Linked DNA regions of Danio rerio: region 2 is linked to region 1. The links are chromatin contacts, called in public Hi-C maps. All regions are on one chromosome and are shown on one strand. The core of a region is the stretch at or near the end of the contact, and the rest is flanking DNA. Distances in the headings are between cores, read along the strand shown. Region 1 overlaps si:rp71-1h3.1 (a long non-coding RNA gene). Region 2 overlaps LOC141377189 (a long non-coding RNA gene).

The links. Hi-C and Micro-C count contacts between places; a contact is called where the count stands out from the background.
Region 2: a Hi-C map of embryo shows a contact between it and region 1, with 2.2 times the contacts expected there. The contact joins two enhancer-like sites. A contact is called at or near these places in 4 of 18 Hi-C or Micro-C datasets (caudal fin, embryo, hematopoietic stem cells and 1 more).

What each region holds. Positions count from the first base shown.
Region 1 is chr13:29,831,626-29,834,551 of GRCz12tu, reverse strand. The region is part of intron 2 of si:rp71-1h3.1 (a long non-coding RNA gene); the gene reads left to right. Among named protein-coding and RNA genes, the nearest start is that of si:rp71-1h3.1, 90 kb to the left of the region's middle. Within about 2 kb of position 1,336, at least 7 of the 62 cell types and tissues checked have an H3K27ac peak or open chromatin away from gene starts, as enhancers often do.
Region 2 is chr13:30,036,901-30,039,679 of GRCz12tu, reverse strand. All of the region lies in intron 2 of LOC141377189 (a long non-coding RNA gene), which reads right to left. Among named protein-coding and RNA genes, the nearest start is that of vrk2, 16 kb to the right of the region's middle. Within about 2 kb of position 1,454, at least 19 of the 62 cell types and tissues checked have an H3K27ac peak or open chromatin away from gene starts, as enhancers often do.

The sequences.
Region 1 (2,926 bases), core at 87-2,586:
AAACTAAAGAAATTATAAAACAAACAAACAAAAGGTTATATTACATTCGAAATGGTGATATTTGTCAAAGATATTCACCTCAATAAACAGTCCATCATTTCCCCTCTCTTATTACATAGAAAGGCGGGCTAAATCATAGGTTAGCATGGGCCAACTGTAGCCTGCAGGCTCTAGTTTAGGCATCTTTGCCTAAAACGTACAGTAATTTTTTTTTTCTTTTAAAAAAGTGAAAATAAATAACTTTTATTTTGAAAACAATATAAATTATTTTAAATGTTTTTCATATCAAAAGAATGGAATAGAACATTAGCAGTATCTCTTTTAAATAAAATAATTATTGTATATTCTGTAAATTTATATTTTGAACTGCATTTCTTGCATCTCCTGTAAACAAATATTTTAATGTAAATAATAATTTTAATGTAATGTAAAATATGTTGTCTCAAGGCATCTCAGGCGCAGCTTTCAATCATCGTCAATGTAATCCAAAGTAAGGCTCAAGAATGGATCCATCGTCCTACTTGAGCAAGGATCAGATGTGGCTGCAAAGAGTGGCTAACAGAGCAGGGTCACATGACTCCACATGTGGTAGCAAAAGTTTTTGAAAAAAATTGACCTGGAAAAATTATTTTTTAATTAATCGCCCAGCCCTACACCACACTCATTAATAATTATTTTAAAATATTTTTGATTCTTTGTTGATTTTATTTCTTATTCGTGTATCCTTTGGTTTCTTTAATTCTCGTTTATGTTAAGCACTTTAAAATAGCATTGTGTATGTAATGTGCTATATAAATAAACTTGCCTTGCCTCATTACAGCTACACTTATATGTATTTTATCATACTTTTGTTTAATCTGACCATAGGTGATTTGATTAATGGCCATGGGTTTGATAGATGTAACAGTCATTGACTGTTTGTGCTCTTTTTTTCTTGGGTGAATAAACGTGACAGACATATTATCCTTGGATTAAACTCAAGCTTTTGTAAGAGTCTCAATACTCATTGTAATATTGCCAGGGTGCAGACAAAGTCAATCCAGCTGGGAAAGTAAAAAAAAAAAAACTGCTTGTCAATATTTATTTGGCCATTCATTTGCACTTATCAGACAGTAAGGGCAGGAGGGACAATATCCACGGGTAATGGAGTGGTTGAGCCGAGGTGAAAGTGTTGCATTATGGGAATAATAAGTCTGGGCCCAAATGAAGGGGCAGATAAAAGGAAGTAAAGAGGAAGAGGAGCAAAGTTGGGTTTCACTTTAGCCCTGCTATCCTTGAGGAAGGGATCTCTCTTTGTTAGTGACAGGCTTTTTCAGATTAGACCTGGCTCCCCTAGGTAAAAGGCCAGTCAGGCCTTATCTGAGGTGATAAGAGCCCAGCAGCTTGCCAGTGTGACTGCATGTGAAACTGTGTGTGCATGCAAATATCCTCAGCTGTCAAACCTTGAGACACGCATACACACACACACACACACACACACACACACACACACGCACACACACACACACACACACACACACACACTCACACACATCCTTCAAACCTCCTTTTAGATGCAGGATGCAAACTTTAACCACACTCAAAGTGCTTGTTTTGTGGCTTATTCATTTCTTGACTTGCCTGTCATTGTTAAATGTAAACAGTTCATTAAGACATGAATCATTTGTTTTTCACTAGTTCAGTTTGATTGGGTCATTTGAGATATGCACAGGGTTATTTACTGAAAGCTGAAATCATCATCAAGTGTAAATAGACATTGTTATTTTAAACACTTGACTTATATTGCTTATTTTTTCGATCAAAACATGACATTATTCTCATTAATTATTGTGTTTTGATGCCATGTTAAGCGAATAATGTTTTGCTAATTATGTAGATTTTTTTTATTTAAGTCTAAATTAAATTATCCATAAGTAAATGAATAAATACATAAAAAAAATATAAGCTACAATTAACATCTTTGCATGTTTTCGAAGTATGCATTGATATTGATTTCGTCATTTACTCTCATGTTGTTTTGAACACTAGTTGCATTTATTTCTTCGAAACAAAGAAAAAGATTTAGAAGATTGTTCTTTTTTTTTTCTGGACACATTTAATAATGTCTTTTGAATGGTTTATTGTCGGACACAATAATTATCTCCATTTATAATACATAACAAATAATTATCTTAATTCATGCACTTCTAAAACAGTCATTATTTGGTGTACAATTGTAACACAGTACATGACCCTCTGTGAAGTGCTGGTTTACCACAATGGCTAATATATCAATATGTAACACATAACGTTAAAATGAGACATTTTCTCTTATCTCGAGAGAAAAGCAGCACCCCAACACGCTGGTGCAAATATAGAATTGCTTGCATTGGCCTGTTCCTCCACATTGCAATTAACTCTTGGGGGAAAGCATGTTGTATTGTTATGATTACTCAAGCAAATAATAGAACAGCCTTGCGTTGACATGTCATCTCCACAGTGTCTCACGGAAAATGGCTTTTTTTCCCCCACTCTCTTTCAAGGAATTAAACATTTGTCATGTTTGCATGTAAGTCCAGTTGAAAACTGCAATTCATAATGCGTTTTGCCCCGATAGTCACCTTTCAGAATCTTGTCAGGTCATTTTAATGTGACCTGTCAGTTTTTCTTTTCGGTAAACACACTCTGTTTCCAAACACGCTTTGTTTAAATGCAACAAGGCTGTGGTATGAATATGTATCCAGGCTCTTAGACGGGGGTCTTTTTTGGCCTTTCAGCGTGGTCAACAGCCGAGATATTTTCTCTTGTGATGTTTTTTTTTTTTCCTCTGTTTTGCCTGAGGTTGTTGATTGTATTGAAAGGGCTCATTTATTATCTCTCGCATTGTTTAAATATGCATGGTGACTCTCTCCCCTCTTAATCATTGAGATTGCTTGCAAAAAAGTGA
Region 2 (2,779 bases), core at 205-2,704, 210 kb before region 1:
CACTGTCCCGTCCAATAAAAGGTGAAAAACTCCTAAAAAATGATTAGGCTGTATAAATAAATACTATCTGCAAAGATCTAAGGGTATTTTTTCGAAAGGGAAAGTGCATATGTTTCTTTTTTTTTTTACATATTGGCTGTACTGTTCTTAAAGAATAGCCTACTACACCTCAAGCAAAACTTACAATATAAAAATATAATAAAAGTTTGCGAATAGCCTACCTGAAACTTGTGCACAGTTACAAGAAACGTCTTTGCGTTTAGATGAATCACAAATGTCTTTGACAATCAGACCAACAGCAGTTTTACGTTCATCCGATTTATGAGAAAACTCTAGTGTTTCCCCCTCCTTTATTTTATTCTTTCACCGCATGAACGAATATTTGCCGTTCTCTGGAGAAAAGCGTCACGTGACCTACTTAATGACAATCTGTCTCCGTGCTCACATTTCTCCACTCGGCTTATTTATTTGATAAAGTGCGATGCCTTTCCTTTTGTTGCCCTTAATCGGAGCTTAACGTCTTTACTCCGAGATCAATAAACTTTATGAATTATTTTGCCGCCGTCTATTTTTATGGTTCCTTTTGCTCATTAGCATGGCTGGCTTTATTAGCTGAGGCTGCCAGTGTCTTTAGCCGGTCCTGTGTTCCTTAGGTACAGTAAATATCACTCATGTTGTAATTAATATGCACACCCTCAGCACTAATTAAAACACAGACCCCTCCAACCAGCTGGGCCCAAGCAGAAAGAGCGGCAGTCGTGCCGTAATGAACTTGTTGTAAATGTGAGCCCAGCCATCGGATATCATATCCCTAGGAGCTGACAGCATGCAACGGAGGGAGAAAGTAATAAGATCCATGAACTTGTTAATACCCACCCAACCATCCAGAAGCAAACCCCCACCATCTCTGGAAAGAGAGGATATTTTAATGACACATCTCTAATTAAAGCCTTACTTTATCTCCTGTGTTTGCTTGCGATTGAATGACAGCGATAGAGAGAGAAAAATCTATAAAATGTTCCTAAAAATGAAACATAACTTTGTTTAAAGTAAAAAAAAATCAAATGAGTTGTAATAGATCTAAATATAGTAACACTAGCTATATGCACATCTGTTAATGAACAAACAGAAAGTGAATACACAGAGGTTTAACCCGACATATTAAAATGCTAATTATAACTTTTCATAGAACCGCCAAGTCAACACAATCCATTAAAGAATTTTCATATAGGGATTACGACCCGTCGGTTTTTCATTAGTATAGAAAGTTTACTTATGTGTATATTGTGGGAGACCTCTCCCTAATGACCTCCCGCCTTACAGCCTAATCTGTTATAAATGTAACTTAGATCATTGAGCAAACAGTGGGAAAGGTCAAGGCTATAAAGGAGGAACAGCGGAGGTTGAAGAAATAGGAAGAGCGTTCACAAAGCTCCGTCTCACCACTAGTCTCTGCTGTTGTATCATTTTTCAAGCATTATCTCCACCATCCGCGCTAACTGTCCTCCTCTGCCCTGGATATGTGGTCTTTTACTCCAGTCTCAGGTTGTTTGAAGACTTGAGAGTGAGTTAAAGCAAGCTACTCAAAAACAGTATAGACCTACAATTTTCCGTCTAACAAGAAACGGTCCATTTTCTGATGGAAATTTCAAGATAGGCTACAGGCTACAACAAACTTAATGTAACATATTTATAAAACATATTTTTTTTTACATTAGGCTATTAATACATTATTAAAGAATGGAATTTTTCCAAAAAAGCAATTTAAAGTTAATTAAACAACTACGCCCTTACAATGATTTTATTTTTATTTAATTTTTGTATTAACGTTAAAGTTGATTATTAAAAGAAAAATAATTTTTTAATATAAATTAAGATTAAGAGTATGTGTTGTTAACTTTTAAATAGCATTCATTCATTTTTGGCTTAGTCTCTATTTCAGAGGTCGCCACGGCAGAATGAACTGCTAACTATTCCCGCATATGTTTTACGCAGTGGATGCACTTCCAGCTCCAACCTATACTGGGAAACACCTATACACACTTATACACACACACTTACACTGCAGCCAATTTTTACCCAATTCACCTCTAGTGCATGTCTTTGGACTGAGGGGGAAACTGACTTGGAGGAAACCCATACCAGCACGAGGAGAACATGCAAACTCCACAGACAAATGCCAAATGGCCCAGCCAGGACTCGAACCAGCAACCTTGCTGTGTGGCAACAGTGCTAACCACTGTGCCACCCACTTTTAAAGAGCACTTCAATCATAGAGAAAACTGCAAATTATAAAAAAAAATAAAAATGGTAATAAAATAAAAAGAACAGCTTTTCCTTTTTTAACAGTGTAACATTAAAGAAAATGTTTATGCTTAAGAAATAAGTCACTCTAAAATTTTTATCCTGTCATCATTTAGGCTATTCAACTTGTATGCTAAATGACTTTATTGTGCAATCTTTCTTATGCATCAAACTGACATAGTTAATTACTACAGATAAAGTAAGGGGGTTTTAGCCAACATATAAAAGTGCTAATTACTCTTTATAAAAAAATAATAGAACTCTTTGAATATTGTTTTATTTAAATCAAGAAAACTGGGCATTTAAAAAATATCTGTAATGTTTTAATATATGATTTGTTGGATTAGCATTCTATTCTTCGAGTTTAAAGACTTTAAAAAACTTATCCAAGAACCTAGAATTTAACAATTTAAGCCTTACAAAATATTCAAATATGCAGGAAAGTTACCCCACCAATTCAATTTCTATTATCTCA